Linked DNA regions of Mus musculus: all the other regions are linked to region 1. The links are chromatin contacts, called in public ChIA-PET and Hi-C maps. All regions are on one chromosome and are shown on one strand. Each heading gives the region's core, a stretch centred on a gene start, on an enhancer-like site or on the middle of the called end of the contact. The rest is flanking DNA. Distances are from core to core; before and after follow the strand shown.

Region 1 (5,047 bases), core at 1,177-3,676:
CGGTGGTGGTGCATGCTTTTAATCCTAGCCCTCAGGAGGGCAAAGGCTAGCAGATCTGTGAGTTCAAGGCCAGTCTGGACTACAGAGCAAGTTTCAGGACAGCCAGGGGGACACAGAAACCCTGTCTCAAAAAACCAAATGTATGTGTATGTCTGTGTGTGTGTGGGAGTGGGTGCATGCACGTGCATGCTTGTGTGTGTGTGTGTGTCTGTGTGTGTGTGTGTGTATGTGTGTGTGTGTGTTGGTGGGGGGTGTGTGTGCACATGAGAGCAGGTACCTGCAGAGACCAAAAAAGGGCCAGATCTCCTGGAGCTGGAGCTGCTTTCGAGCTGCTCACTCTGGGTTCCAGGGAATGACCTTGGGTCCTATAGAAGCAGTATGAGTTCTTAACTGCTGAGTCATTCCTCTGGCCCCCAAACTACAAGCATGACAACATCCTAGGTAACATGCATACATACAGACAGAGAAGACACACCTTAGAATGCTCTCTTGTCCTTTCCCCCTACTCTGAAGTAAACGTTTTCTCCTTTCCTGGTGTTTATCGCCCACTTCTTTCCTTTACATCTGAAATAGGCTCCCTCTGTTTACTCACTATTGGTCTCTGCTTTCCTGAGCCTTCGGGACTTAACGATGGATGGTGGGTGGCTCTACTTAAGGTTTCTTCCTCTGCGATACGATCACTACCCAGCAGAAGGCCCCTCCCTTTGCCTTTAGCACTGCTTCAATTCTCCTGACCCCCCTGCCCAATAATCCTGTATGAAAACCTGGAATAGCCTCAGGCCATTGGCCCATCTCAGAGATCCAGTTCTGTTGTATCCAGTTCCATTCTAGTTATCATAGTTAGTGTCTGAGACTTACTGTTCCTTCCTGAACCATGCTTCATCCGCCTAAGTCAGGCTTTAGTGATAATTAGAAAGGGGGTGACAGATATGGGGATTTGATTGTCTGGCTTACTTGTTATGAGTTATAGTTTTAAAACTGCTAATTTATAGGTATGACCAACATGGGAATTTCACTGTCTGGCTTACTTGTTATGAGTTATACTTTTTAAAGTGCTAACTTATATGACAAATCTAGGAGGCTCTGTTGGCTAGCACAATTTATTTTATTGAAGTAAGAGGTGGTGTTTTCCCTAATGCTTTAGGCAAGCTCACTGACCTGTATAAACCCTTCTAATATTGTTTAAGTGTCTTTACAGAATCTAGGACAGTCACCAGCAATGGAGTTCAAGTGTTTGCAATAGGTATCCTCTGAATATTTACATCCAAAAGTCAAAAAGGCTAAAGAGCACCTAAATACAATATGTGAAATACAAGCACGGTTGTAATTGATTCACATTTCCCCGCAACTAATGTTTTCAAACTAAGCATCTGTCTTCTTCTCCTGAGAACCAACCTGCTGGAACGGCCAGGTGCTCCTTAAGCCACTGGTCCTCCTAACAAGACAACACTGGTGACTTCTCATTGTCTTTTCCAATGGGTTTCACTCTGAAGTCCTCCCATAGGGACTAATAGGCAGGGGTTTGGGTTCCACATTAGGCTCTAGACAGCTTATTCTGTACTCAGGGAAGGCACATGTTCTCACAACATAGATCCACTGAGCCCACTCCTAGTCTTCAGATATCCCAAAGAAGCTCTTCCTGTGGCGCAGAGAGGCAGTCTGGTTTTGGTCTTTCCGTCCACCCCTCAGAGCAGCAATCACTGACCGGTCAATCTCTCCATCTTTCTGTACTGCCCATGGGTGTGGATTTTAACAATTCAGGCTTGTCTTTTCTAGGTCAACTAGCATTTCTCAGAGTATTAGCCAACCTAGTTCCCTGCTATGCCAAAGCCCTTTGTCTGCTTGTCTTCAATATTGCAGGCAAATTCATGTATCCTCTTAATGAGGCATCCTGTTACTGAGGCATTCCATCCCCCAGTATTAAAATCAACTTCTTCGGGACTCCAGCAGATCACCTCATGGACTGAGCAACTGAGCAACTCCTGGATTCTCTCGGCCTGCTCATCTCCAATTCAGTTTATTTAAAGCAATAGCTACAGATTCCAAATCCTGCTTTTGCCCCTGGAATAGAATGTATATGTATATATGTATATGCATATGATGTATATGTATTTGTAAATGTATACATGTTTATATTAATTGTATAGGTGTTCCTGGGGAAGTGTCAGATCTCCTGAAACTGGAGTTCTAAGCAGTTGTAAGCCACCTTTGGAAGCTGGGAATTGAACTCAAGTCTCCTGGATGGACAGCCAGTGCTTACGGCTGGGCCATCTCTCCAGCCCCACTGGCACAGCTGCTGGCGCTCAGTGGTGTGTAGGTCTGTCTCACTGCGTGAATTTTCCTTTCAGAGTGCAAGGGGGAAATCATTCTCCATTTCAGAGGTGACGCTGCAAGGCCAGAAAAGGAAGGAGTTGAGAGAGTGTCATTGGTACATCCACTAAAAGAAAAACCACAGGCTGTCATCATCAGCTGTAGAGGGGAATAGGAACCGGAAGGAAAGAGAGCAGGCTTTCAACCCTGTACAGCAGAACTCTAAAACATGGGCATGCACCCGGGCAGGTGTGGAAGTCAGCACCTTATATCTGCAACCTTGAAAACACAGCATCAGACTGTGTTATTTGTCCTCAATTTGGGATCAAAAGGATTTGAGGGAGGGAGGTGAGAGACAGCAGCATGCTCCCACATGAAAGGCTTTCTCTCTGTCTCTTAACTGCTTTTTAAAAAAATCTGTGGGTTGTGGCTGCTACTCAGCCTAACACTCACCAGCCACACACAGGACTCACTAAAAACTCAAAATCAAAACAAAAGTTGTGCATGTAAGGTTTTCAATTTTTCTTCTATTCTTTGAGATTACATAATGACATCAGTCTCCCATTCTCCTCCCCCTCAAAACCCTTACATACCGTATCTCATCCCCTCTCCTTCCTCTCTTTCAAGCCCACAGCCTCTTTTTCTCATTAGTTGTTACATACACACATATGTATATGCATATATTTAAACATTTATTCCTAAATACGTAGGTACAATCTGTTCAGTCTCCATAAAGATACTTACATGGATATTCTCAGGGCTGATCCCTTGGTATGGAATAACCAGTTGGTGTGCCCCTGCCAGGGGAGACTGTCTTTCCCATCCCCAGCATTTCCCAGTTTCCTGCAGCTCGTTGTGCTCAGACCCCATTACCCTCTTCCCTATCCCTATCAGCGCGTCTATGGTTGTTGTCCTTGTTCAGCTTTGGGAGGTGTGGCCTCTGACACTACTCCAGCAAATTCCCAGATCCTCCAGCTATTATGATCTTTCGGCCTCTCTTCTGTAAGGACCCCAAGTCTTATATGCAGGAGTTACATTCTAGATTTTTCTATTTCGATTGGCATCTCTACATTTTGATTGGATGTGGTTTTCTGGAACAGTCTCTGACTGTTGCAAAGAGAAGTGTCCTGATGAGGGTCAGGACTACACTTATCTGAAGGGGTTTTTGAAAGCCCGTGTGAATAATAAGGGAAATTCTTTTCTCTTTTCTACCAGCTTAGACTTTGAGAAAAGAAAAAGCACTTTAACTTGGTAGGTATTAATTTCTTGTACTTACTGAGGAAAATAAATACTTCTTTCTATATCCTACCTCCTCAGTGGGATTTAAGTATGGAGAAGGGCCTGGAATGGGGTCAGAATTCTCAGTCTTGACCATCAGACTCTGCAAATTATAGCTGTCTGTCACTGCATAGATTATGTGCTGGTTCCCAAGGTCCTGCCGCCATGTCTCTGATTTTAGGGATAGGTTTAAAAACCAAAACCAAAACCAAAAACTTCTCTGTTTACTCTATTTACTTTACAACTGGTTCACAACTCACCCCAAGTTAAATTTGGTTACTTAATAGCACACTTTCTTATGTATAATTTAATCTCTCTATGTGTATTCATGCACACATGAATGTTAATGCAAGTGCGCACACACAAGCCACACCACACATGGCAATGTCAGAGGACAGTCGAAAGTATTGGTCCTTGCCTTCCACCCTGTTTGTGACAGGGCTCCTGGCTTTTTCCACTGACTAAGTCAGGCTATGGGACCTGCAAGCCTCCAGGGGTTTGCCCGTCTCTGCTTCCCAACTCTCTGCAGGAGTGCCGGGATTACAGATGTGCACACTACCGGTTCTGACTTGGTTATGGGAATTTGATTCCAGGTCCTCACAGTTGTTCAGCGAGCATTTTATCCATATTCATCTTTCTTTCTTTTAAAAGTATAACTGAAGTATAATTAACTACTAAAAAAAATTTTCCACTTTAAGTATACAAGTCAGTGACTCTGAGCAAGGCATGAATGGCATTTTGTAACACCCCGAGCCAATTTTAGAACATTTCCATTCCTTGTCTTCACCCTCAGCGTGGGGGACACTGCTCATTCACTTCATCCCTGCCTCTTACAGATATTCCTTGAAAATGAAATCTTCAGTTAGATGGCCTCTCAACTGTCGTGTCTTTCACTCAGCATACAGTTTGAACACTCCTCCACGGGAAAATGATTATCACCATATCGCTCCTTCACATGGTCCGGTAATAGTCTACTAGGTGGATGTAGCACAGGCTGGTATTCCTTTGTCAGTTGATGTGTTCTGCGGACGTTCCAAGTTGAGACTTTTATGGCTAAAGCTGTAATCGTTACTCCAGATGGTCACACATAACTTTTCTTGTAAGTGAATAGACTATATCTTTCTCTTTCTTTTTCTTCTTCTTTTCTTTTCTTTCTTTCTTTCTTTTTTTTTTTTTGTCAAAAGATTTATTTTTATTTCAATTACCACCACCAACTGTGGATATATGGATATGTTCACATGAAGGCAGTGCACGCAGAGGCCAGAAGATGGCATCAGCTCACTTGGAAACTGGAGTTATAGGTGGTTCTGGGCCACCAGAGATGGGTTCTAGGAACAGAACTCAGGTCCTCTGCAAAAGGAGGATGCACTCTTAACCACTAAGCCATTTCTCCATTTCTCCATCTCCTCCCTCTCCTTTTCTTAAACCAGGGAATTACAGCCCTCAAGCTTTTCTTACT
Region 2 (5,047 bases), core at 1,270-3,769, 130 kb before region 1:
AATCAGAAACTCTGTCTCAAAAAGAAACGACAGAAACAATCAGACATGATGGCTCACACCTGTAATTCCAGCACTTGGAAGGCTGAGGCAGGGGGGGTGGGGGGCTGGCCTGGGCTCCACAGTGAGTTTCAGGCTAGTCTGAGCTGCAAGGTGAGAATTCCTTTCTACATAAAAATAAACTCTGCTCATCCCTTCTTTCCACGAAGAAAAACTAGACACCTACTAAGTGCTAGGCACTGGTAAAACATTGAGAAGAGAAAACAAGACATTCATTTCCTGAGGTTCACACATTCAGCGTGGATCATGAATGAAAAAAGCCTGCACACAGTGTGGCCACAGAAGTAGGTATGTTCAATGGACACCGAAGCAGCTGGGCAAGCAAGCATCTGAGAACCCAGCATGCGCCATTCCTTGTGAACGTGCCAAAGATTAAGCACATTATGGTCCTCTCTTTGCGGCTGGACCCAAAAGCCCATCCCACCCATCACTGAGGAGCCAAGGGCAGGAAGACTGGTAATCACTCACTAAGCACCCGCACTCCAGGCAGGCAGGACTCCCTGTCTTCCAGCTGTTTGTGTATCATTAGAAAAGAAATTAAGATGCCATTAGGAAGAAATTAAATAATGTGCATGTTGTTGTGACAACAGAGAGGCACACTGCCAGATCCTGCTCTGAGCGGGGATTGCCCATTTGCAGCCCCTTTCTAGAGACCAAGTCTGGGGAGAGAGAGAGAGAAGGGGACACGGCCTTACCAGCATTCTTTCCCTTGTAGAAAACCTTCATGTCCATGAGGCCCGTGAGCTGGCTTGCTAGAATCTCCACCTGGGATCTGCTGTGCTTCGAAGCTCTGAAGATGCTGAGCTGTGACCAGTCATCCCAGTAGATCTCATTCTAAAGAGAAATGTTTAATCTAGTTCAATGGTCCTGCTTTCGGGACACTTCATGAAGACAAGGGGCACTCCATCCCACCACTACGCAGGGACAACAGATAATTACTGAATAACAGGCCGAGTCAAAGTTTCACTTAAGTGCAAATGTCAGTGGTTTTATTGAAACCTCACCAACGGCCCTCAGGAAGAAATGACCTAGAAAAGGCTATCTAGTACTCATTTAGTTGGACCATGGTGTGTGTGGGGGATGGGGGGGAGAGGGAGGGTGACTTAGTTTTGAAATATGTTTCTCCATTCTAGGTAGATGCATTTGCTCCCTAGGGTGAGAACGACTGGAAGGTTATATAGATGGCACACAGCATCAGTCAGCAGGGAGAGAAGCAAGGGATGAAGATGCGAAACTGAAACAAGGCCACAGGCCCTGAAAAGGAAAGAGATTCACTCAGAGGAGGAGACCTCAACCTCCAACCTTTTGAAACGTAAGCAGTGGTAGAAGCCTACATCTCTCCATGAAGGATGCAAACAAGTCTGTGCAGATTTGAAGGCACGGCGTTTTTAAGGCCTCTGGCCAACTGCAACAGCCCAACAGGCCTCAGCTCTCCGCCTAGCCACGTGCTTCCCCGTCTCTGGCAGACTGCGCGTGAGGACTCGCCTTAAAGACAGCGATGGCATAGGGGTGTGGGAGGCTGTCAAGGATGACTGAACGCTGCTGGCCACTGAAAGTGATGCGCTCGATACAGTCCAGGTAAGCATCCGTCCAGTAGATCCACTGGCTGTCCACAGAGATGCCATTGGGCCACTTCACGTCCTCTGACACAAGGCGGTAGGCAGCAGAGCCGTCCATGTAGCTCCGGTAAATCCCAGGCTTCAGGTCCCCCCAGTCAGTCCAGAACATCACCCTGGTCAATACAGGGACCACACAATCTCATCAGAACGACACAGGCCAGCCTTGATTCTACGTCTCAGAGGTAAGTAACCTCTCAAAGCCATCATTATCACTACTGCCTGTCTATATTTGACATGCAGTCACTCATTATTACTACCATCTATATTTGAGATTCATTCAGAAATGTAGTTGAACTTGACTCAAAAATTCACCTACTGAAGTCTGCCTATAATCACATTATTCCAATACTATACAAAGAGATCCACATATATGCATGCTAATCTAAATGCTAATTGGCAGAGGAAGTGATATGTAGTATTATACAATAGAATATACCTACTGCAATGCCCCCAGAATATTGTATCCAAAATAGTTTGAAATCTATCTATTGTATGTGCTACTTAGTTTTTGACAATGACACAAACTAGAGTCACCTCAGAAGGAGAAACTTCAATTAAGGAACTGCCTTTATCAGACTGGCCTGGAGAAAATCTGTGGGCCAGTTGTTGTTGTTGTTGTTGTTGTTGTTGTTGTTGTTGTTGTTGTTGTTGGATTCATGATTGATACAGGAGGGTCCAAACCTCTGTGGGCAGTACCACCCTGGGCAGGAAGCCGGCTGAGCAAGCCACTGGGAGCAATCCAGTAAGTGTGGTCTCTGTTTCAGTTCTTACCTCAGACTGCCTCAGGGAGGGAGTATAACCTGCGAGCAAAATAAACTCCTTCCTGCCACCTCGGTTTTCATCCATGTTCTTACCGAAGCAACTAAACCGCTGTGTGTGCTCTGATAAGCCGCTGTCACTCAATGTGCATGTCCGCTGACTGGCAGGAAATCACAAACAGACTGATTCTATCTGACAAGTCGTGTGTGTCACTAAGGGGCGCTGTATTTAATGATCATGATTGAACACCAGTAAAAAGACTCTGAATAATGCAAGCAAAAAATTAATTGTGGCTATTATGCATGAGTAATGCTGACTATTACGTAACAGTGATGTGATTGCATCCCGAGGATGTAGGAGGATGAAGGGTGACGAATGAGAACAGGGCAGACTTAAGCATCCTTTCAAGGTCTTCTCTTTTAATATCTGCAACCAAGCCCATAGATTTCTTTTAGAGTGTCCTTTTAAGAATAGTGTTAATTCTCAATCATAAATACACACAGAAAGAAAAGCTAGCACAGCATTTCCTTCTTAGTAATTTTTGCTGTGATGAAGGAGTTAGTGAAAAGCAGTCGTGCGTACCCCAAGTGCACAGTAATTTTAAGTAAGAAAACTTGCACACGCTGGGAGTTCTGTGTGTGAGAGTGACTGGTCGAATTAAATGTTTGTGAGATTCACGGAACTCGAGATTAAAAAAAAAAAAAATCCTTACAATTTATCAGTGGCCTGACTGGTTTACAAAGACTCTCTTTCATGTTACCTTTTCTATTGAAACACCCCACAGATGTGAGACATCTGGAGACCATAAGAGAGTCGGATGCTTTCTAATGAAACACACAGAGTTATCGGACCACGACAAGCAAGCTATGGCTTCAAGAGCCTCAGTCAACAGGTTATCTCCCCCATGATCACCAGAAGCAGAAACCTGGCCTCACATTTTCACTTTCATGAGCATCTCTTACAGCAGTGGGCGTGACGCTGACTCCCCGTAAGGAACACTTACCCTTCTTGGGGTACAAGGACTAAAGCCCTGGGTCGATCAAGCACAGAGGAATTGACGATTGTCAGTCGGAAGTCACCATCTGGATTAGCTACCTGACAAAACAAAGGGGGTGGGGGAAGGAGAGAGATCTAAATTCCTTACAAAGCCCACAAAACCAAAGCCCTCCAGGGGCCCTGCCTCTGGCACACTCTCCACACCTGCCCTCTACTCCCGGGTCTCATTCTAGAACCACTGGGGAGCCCGCCTTGATTCCCAATCAGAAGGCACTCATCGTGTCCCTGGCTGAGATAATTCCCACGTGGGCCGAAGGAGCAGCTAGAGCTGTGTGCTCTCTGACGCCAACCCCGGAGCATGACAACTTGCGCAAAGGTGACTGTTGTGGTCCCTTGGAGTCCAAGAACGCTTCAGTGCTTGCATACAACCCTCACACAGCTTCCTGCCTGTTCTAAGCCACCCCTAGATCACCTGTAATTCCCACGACAGTGCTGGTGCTAAGTAGTAGGTGAGTTGCTCAGGAATGGAACAACAGGAAAAGATGTCTGCACACTCAGTACTGTCTTGGTTTTGTTTTGTTTTGTTTTTTACTATTTTCGATTCGTGGATATGAAACCACAGATTTGGAGGGCTGACAGAACGACTCTATATGCCAACCACTTCTGCCAGGGTCCTGAGAGGATTCCCCTCCGGCATCAGGCTCAACTCGGGAGTCCCCAGAAGCTTCCCCACTCTCTTCCCTCTCCACGTTATCCACTCCCCAAGCACACGATCGATCGAGAGACTTGCTTCCTGTTCTTAGCAGAAGGACAGGTTTCTTTGTCTCCTTTCCACTGAGCTGCTTCCTTTGTGTGGTTTCTGTTTGCTTTAAGACAAGATCTCTGTGTATCTCCAGCTGGTCTTTTAACTTACTATGTAGCCCAGGCTGCCCTCAAAATCTTGATCCTCCTGCCTCAGCTAAGTGCTGGGATTGCAGGAATACACCACCATACCTGGCTCCTTTAAACTAAAAGCTAATCAGAAAGAGAATGCGTGTGTCCTTTCCTTGCTCACTGTGTCATTAAACACAAGACCAGGACTGACATGTATCCTGCACCAAATGGCACTCGTTTAATGACTAAGTAAATGAGACTCGTCCTCACACTTGAGGAAAAAGAAGTTCCAGGAAGCCCCCTGCTGCATGTGTCTCAGCTAGCAGGATGATGCATGGATCCAGGGCAGCCTCCCGAGCCTCTGTCTCCATCTCACTACATGTCACGCAGCTCCCTGTGTCTCCCGACTTTGTGTTTTCCCATTAACCTGCATGTCACATCCCCATGCAGTGCCAGTAGCAAGAACTACGGGGCTCAGTATTGCAGGGCCTCGGCAGTAGCCTGCGAGGTAGGGGGCACTGATGATTCTTCAGTACACTACTCTGGCCAGTTTACAGGCCCCTCATCCATCCCCCTCGTGTAACCGTGGCTATAGGTGGAACAGGTTCCTGGGAAGCTAATAGATAGGTAGAGATCAATACGGATAATAACAGAGACATTGTTGTTTTCGATAATAACGGACTGTTATTGTTATGATGATTACAACGGTGTGAAATCATCAGCATTATTGTTGCTATATGATG
Region 3 (5,047 bases), core at 1,184-3,683, 110 kb after region 1:
ACGCCAGCATCCCCCCTCAATACTGTCCTGTGCAGTAGTGACAGCAGCTACACCTTCACTGCCACCCACAGGCTGCCTTCAGACACTTCTGACCTTTTCACTTGGAAGTAAACCAAAAGTTGACAAAACAAAAGAACAAACAAACAAACAACAAAACATATCCAGAAGGCACAGGCAGGAATACCTGGTATGTGACCCAATAAACAATGGTTGTGTCTGTCACTTGGAGGCAGGATCTACCATCAGATAAGGGCGAGGACTGAACCTATGAGGAAAGAAAAAACTGTTTGGATCTCAGGGCTTCCAGGCTTTGACACAACGACTGCTCCTGACACAACGACTGCTCCTGTACTAAGTAAACTTTTACAGGCACGAAGTGGTAACCTAGTGCAGGTTGTTCAACTGCCCCCACAGGTACCAAACTGCTTCGTGCATCCTCAAACAATGGAAGACAGTGTCAATCTCTCCACAACCCCTGGAGTACCTTCAACGCATCAGGGAAGAAAAGGTTATCTTGGTGCTGACTCCATAGTCAGCTTGAGTGCTACTGAGCACAGCTTCATATATTTGTACCACATGACACGACACTTTTCCCGTGAAGGCTCTGCGTCTCCATCCTTTGGTCGCTTTCCCCTGGGATTTTTCAGTTTCTTCATTAAAAACCTTTCCTACCCCTGCCCTTCTCCCTGAAGCTCATTACTCAGGCCACACTCCCTCTACAGCTTCCCAAACAGCCGAAACCAGAGGTTTGCAGCATCGGCCACAGCTGGGAGGTGTTTGCTAAGGAACTTAGCCTGTTGCTTATGGAATGAGCCACACATGTTTTCTCTCATCCTGAAAAACTTAAATTACATTAAATGTCAGGTGCTCATTTCCCCATCATATATGCCACTCACAATTCAAAAAAAGCAATTCAACCAGCATCAAGTGCTAGACAGTGAGAAACACCCACATGGCCATACCAAATTGTATGTAAATTGTAAAGGTGCAACCCCTTAAAGTCAAAGACAGCTCATGGACTCTAAGATAATTAGGCATTATTGCTTGAAATGTAAGTTTACGTTAAATAGTATACTGCTTTGGCAGAAAAAAAACCCACAATTTTTGACTTTAAAACATGGTTATCAATTAAATGGGCCTGGGGTATAATTCAGGGATATTCCTTTGGTGTAGTATGTCCAAAGCCTTGGTTCCTATCCCAGCATCAGATAAATAAGTAAACATATATAAATCCACTATTATACTTAAATGACTTAAAACTATTATATTTTTCTTAACTGAAAAAAGTACAGGAACAATAACTAGCCATTTATATATTTAAAAAATACTACATATTATTTTAAGCACTCCACCCCTCCCCCCTTTGGCTATGTGGCCTGGAACTTGCATTCTCCTGCTTCAGTCTCCAAAGCTCTTGGATGCTCTGCAGTACCTCTCATCCGGCCTTTACACATCTGGAGGAGTGATGGAGAGATTCTCCCATCTAATTCTCACAAGTCTATAACGTGTGTCCGCGTATAATCTTAATAAACAGGACAGTGAAGGCGCAATGCCTTAAACAGCTTTGTTCTGTAAGGAGCAGTCGATGTGTAAAGCCTACACAAAAAGTTCTACACAGCATTACTTCCCTAGAGTCACAAATACAGATGGGGAATTCTGAGTTCTCCACGTTCATTATATTACAGGATGAATGCAAAAGTCCGTAAGACAGTAAGGGTCAGAAGGTAAGCACTTTAACACAACTAATGAAAATGCAAACTCAACTAACACAAAATAGTCAAATAACTTCGCTGCCGCCGAGATATTGTTTCCACTTGTACCACCTCCCAATTTACTCGGCAATAAGAAGGGATGCCAGTATGAGTGACTTCTTAACGATGCTTAAAGTGTGCACGCTACAGCGTATGGTCTTCAGAAAGGCAGGGAGTGACGGCCCACCACCCTCCCTAGGCCTCAATCGGACGCTGGTTCGCAACCTGGTACCTTCTCCAGGAAGTGCCGGTGGCAAAGCAAATCACCAGCTTTTCCCACCTCACCCTGGATGTGGGGTTCACAGTAGGCAGGCAACCTCTAGCACTGGCAGGGACCCAGCTTTACCGGGCCAGGGTCCTTCCCCGCTCCCATATAACCTTATCCCCATCGCAGGCCCCGGGGACCAAGGTGTCCGCCAGGCCAGACCCCCACCCCCACCCCCACCCCCCCATGCCACCTGCGCTTTAGCAGGGACGGCCACACGGGTGCGGCGGATGCCGTACCGGCGCCGGGCACCCGGGGATCCTCGCGACCGCCCGCGGGTCCTCCCACTCGCGGCTGTCCAGCTGCCAGCGCACGGAACCTACCTGCCAGGCCCAGCAGCTCCGTCAGCCGCGGCTTTACAGCCAGCGGAGAGTACGAGCCAGAGCGCCCGAGACACCGCCCGCTCAGCAGAGCCCCGCCCATGTGCAGGCAGCCGGCCAATCAGCAGCCGGCGCAATAAGCTGATGTGACGGCGGATCGCGCGACCTGGACCGGCGCGGTCGCGGCGGTCACGTGGTCGCCGCGTAGGCGTCCCGCGCTCCCCACGCCTCCCCGCACCCCCGAACCAGGTCCAGCACTCTGCCGGGACTATCCAGGCGCTTCATGATGCTGCTACGGGGCGGACGAAGCTTGCTTTCCTTCCCACTTTCTTCCCGCCCAGAAAGTTGACTAGAATCGTGCAAAGGACCCGGGATGAATGCAAAATGACAGCCTGAAGTAGGATTAATGACGCTTCCTTTGATGTTAATGGTGGAGTCTTTTGTCCCATTTTTGTGACTCAAACGTTCATCAATCCGCAGTTATTTGTCACTTCCCTGCAAGTCCTCTTATGCAGCGTTAAAATATGTAAATCGAAAGTTATGTGTAGCAGAGTAAATTTAAAAAGCAATTATTAATAGCGATAAAAATAGAGAAAGAGGTTATGATCTGGCCCAACTGGTTTACATAGGTAAAGATAGGGGTGGGGGAGGTGAACTTAAAGATCAAATTGGCTAATTATGACTCGGGAATGTAGACAGCAGCCCATTCTATAAAATACAAGAGCTCCCTAAGGTGAGCAGTAGGGATCAGCAGTATTGGCCAAAATGAAAAGAACCTAAGAAGAAGAAAGGCCCAAAAGACTAGTACTTCAGAGTTACTTCAGAGAGGATTGACCTGTCGTCTGTTTCTGGTATCAGGGTCCTACCAATTGATTAGTTTTGTTTTGTTTTTTTGTTTTGGTTAGAAGGAGCCAGGCATTTCAAAAGCCAGTTTGATTAAGTGATATATTGAGCATGAGAGACAGTTCTGGCCAGATCTGATCTTCCAGAGCTCTGAGGCAAAAGCCTAGTCCAAAATGACTCTATAAATTACACTTAACAAAGTGTGTTTGCCAGTGTTCTCTGGAGGAACAGAACTGATAAGATGAATACATACATAAAAAATTTATGAAACTAGCTTAAAGTAATAACAGTTGTCTCACCCCAGAAGAACTAAACCCCTAGTAGCTGTTCCATCCACGAGGCTGGTTACCTTGCCAGCCAGAGTAGTCCTATAATGGCTGTCTCACATTGGAAAAATGAACAGCCTGGTAGAGCGTCTGTCTACCAGGCTCAGTGCCACAGCAGTTCCTGTATACCTGGAGAGTCCCTGGCCTTCAGCCAACAATGGAAGTTTGGAAATAATAGTTTGGGTTTCACCAAAGACAGCAGCAGCAAGCAAGCTCAGCTGCCAGGGGAAGATGGAAGACCAAGCAAGCTAAAGGGATATCATACTCTCTCTACTCTGCTCCTGGGCCTATTGGCAGAAATGCTGCACGCGCTTAAGGTAGCTTCTTTGATATCAACAGAGACGATGAGGACCATGCGGCTCTCTGGTCAGTCGTTGCTGATTTGTGGCAAGTTGTGGTGAAAACCAGCCACCACACTAAGAGAAACTAGACAGGAGTATGTGTGAGTTCCACAGGTGAGCTCTGGAGTGAGAGCCTAGGCTTTGCACTGCTTTAGTGGGTCTGGTCATCAGCTTTCTCCTGGGGCTTCCACTGTAGTACTTCCCAAGGTCTCCTCTCCCATCCCCAAAATTGACACCATCTGGGCAATTTCTAGAAGTGTAGATGTAAAGGAGAAGCAACCGGGTGACTCCACTCTGATTCCTTCTATAAGCAAGTTGTTCCTCGACAGCCAGGAGCCTCCTCTCTGTTTATAAAATAAAGTATGGTCCAATACTAGAATACAGATGAAAGCCAACTCAGTTTCTGAGCACGTCTCATCATTTTCTGACACTTCATCTTCTGATATTCCTGGGATGGTTGTCATTCTATTGAATTAATAAACAAGACGGGGCTAGAGAGATGGCTCAGTGATGAAGAACACTGACTGCTCTTCCAGAGGACCTGGTTAGATTTCCCAGCATCCACATGGCAACTCACAAACATCTCTAACTCCAGATCCAGGAAATCGGCTGCCCTTTTCTGGCTGCTGCAGGCACCAGGCACACCCACAGTGCACAGAAATATGTATAGGCGAAACACACCACCACTACCCCCAACACCAAAAATTTTAAAAATTAAACACCTAACAGATTAGTAAAGCATACTGCATAGTGTAGCTATGAGGGCATTTTTATCAAATCATAGGATCTGACTTAATAGTATCGCCCATTTATGGATTCAAAACTTAAGGACTGAAAGAAAGGTGAAATTTCAAGACCTGTAAGTCATATAAAGTACTCAGAAATTGCTGGTTGTTTGTGAGCCTAGAGGCTGCCTGCGGCTGAGAAAAAAGACAAACAAACCCAAGTATGCCCCATAGTTAAAACATTCCTGGGAACAGCTTAACCTTAAAGATAAAGAGGAATGTGAGGACATAACAGGGCTATCTGAACTGAGTCAACAACTCACAGAACTCTGACACCCTGCATGTACATGCAATTTTTCTGCTGATGTTTGAATAAGCCAATAGTGTGTCGCTATACTGAATTCCACACCCCTAAGCCCCTTACCCCATAAAACCCCCTAACTTTCGAGCCTCGAGGCTGACATCTGTTATCTCCT

The links. Hi-C and Micro-C count contacts between places; a contact is called where the count stands out from the background. ChIA-PET counts read pairs in DNA pulled down with a chosen protein or histone mark.
Region 2: a Hi-C map of CD8 T cells shows a contact between it and region 1, with 1.8 times the contacts expected there. The contact joins two enhancer-like sites. A contact is called at or near these places in 6 of 39 promoter capture datasets (the 3T3-L1 cell line, 3T3-L1-derived adipocytes, the C10 cell line and 3 more), 3 of 484 Hi-C or Micro-C datasets (CD8 T cells and embryonic stem cells) and 4 of 115 datasets of contacts at active chromatin or transcription factors (CD8 T cells, double positive thymocytes, large pre-B cells and 1 more).
Region 3: an RNA polymerase II ChIA-PET map of memory CD8 T cells shows a contact between it and region 1, with 29 read pairs. The contact joins the promoter of Sc5d here to the enhancer-like site in region 1. A contact is called at or near these places in 5 of 39 promoter capture datasets (embryonic stem cells, pre-B cells and stem cell-derived epiblast-like cells), 7 of 484 Hi-C or Micro-C datasets (the HL-1 cell line, double positive thymocytes, embryonic stem cells and 1 more), 5 of 115 datasets of contacts at active chromatin or transcription factors (bone marrow-derived macrophages, embryonic stem cells, memory CD8 T cells and 1 more) and 2 of 9 other capture datasets (liver and pancreatic islet).

Annotation. Positions count from the first base shown.
Region 1 is chr9:42,156,360-42,161,406 of GRCm38.p6, forward strand. No RefSeq gene overlaps it. Among named protein-coding and RNA genes, the nearest start is that of Gm39321, 17 kb to the left of the region's middle. Within about 2 kb of position 2,427, at least 54 of the 459 cell types and tissues checked have an H3K27ac peak or open chromatin away from gene starts, as enhancers often do. A contact at or near this core is called in CD8 T cells, bone marrow-derived macrophages, memory CD8 T cells and 1 more, where this site is marked.
Region 2 is chr9:42,030,127-42,035,173 of GRCm38.p6, forward strand. It overlaps Sorl1 (sortilin-related receptor, LDLR class A repeats-containing), which reads right to left. Exons shown (of 48, transcript NM_011436.4): 19 at 3,439-3,530; 20 at 1,543-1,789; 21 at 753-891. Gm16214 (predicted gene 16214) reads left to right here. Exons shown (of 5, transcript NR_165259.1): 3 at 1,191-1,635; 4 at 3,220-3,940. Among named protein-coding and RNA genes, the nearest start is that of Gm16214, 10 kb to the left of the region's middle. Within about 2 kb of position 2,520, at least 41 of the 459 cell types and tissues checked have an H3K27ac peak or open chromatin away from gene starts, as enhancers often do. A contact at or near this core is called in CD8 T cells and thymic regulatory T cells, where this site is marked.
Region 3 is chr9:42,261,867-42,266,913 of GRCm38.p6, forward strand. Sc5d (sterol-C5-desaturase) reads right to left here and starts at 2,434. Exons shown (of 6, transcript NM_172769.2): 1 at 2,340-2,434; 2 at 185-265.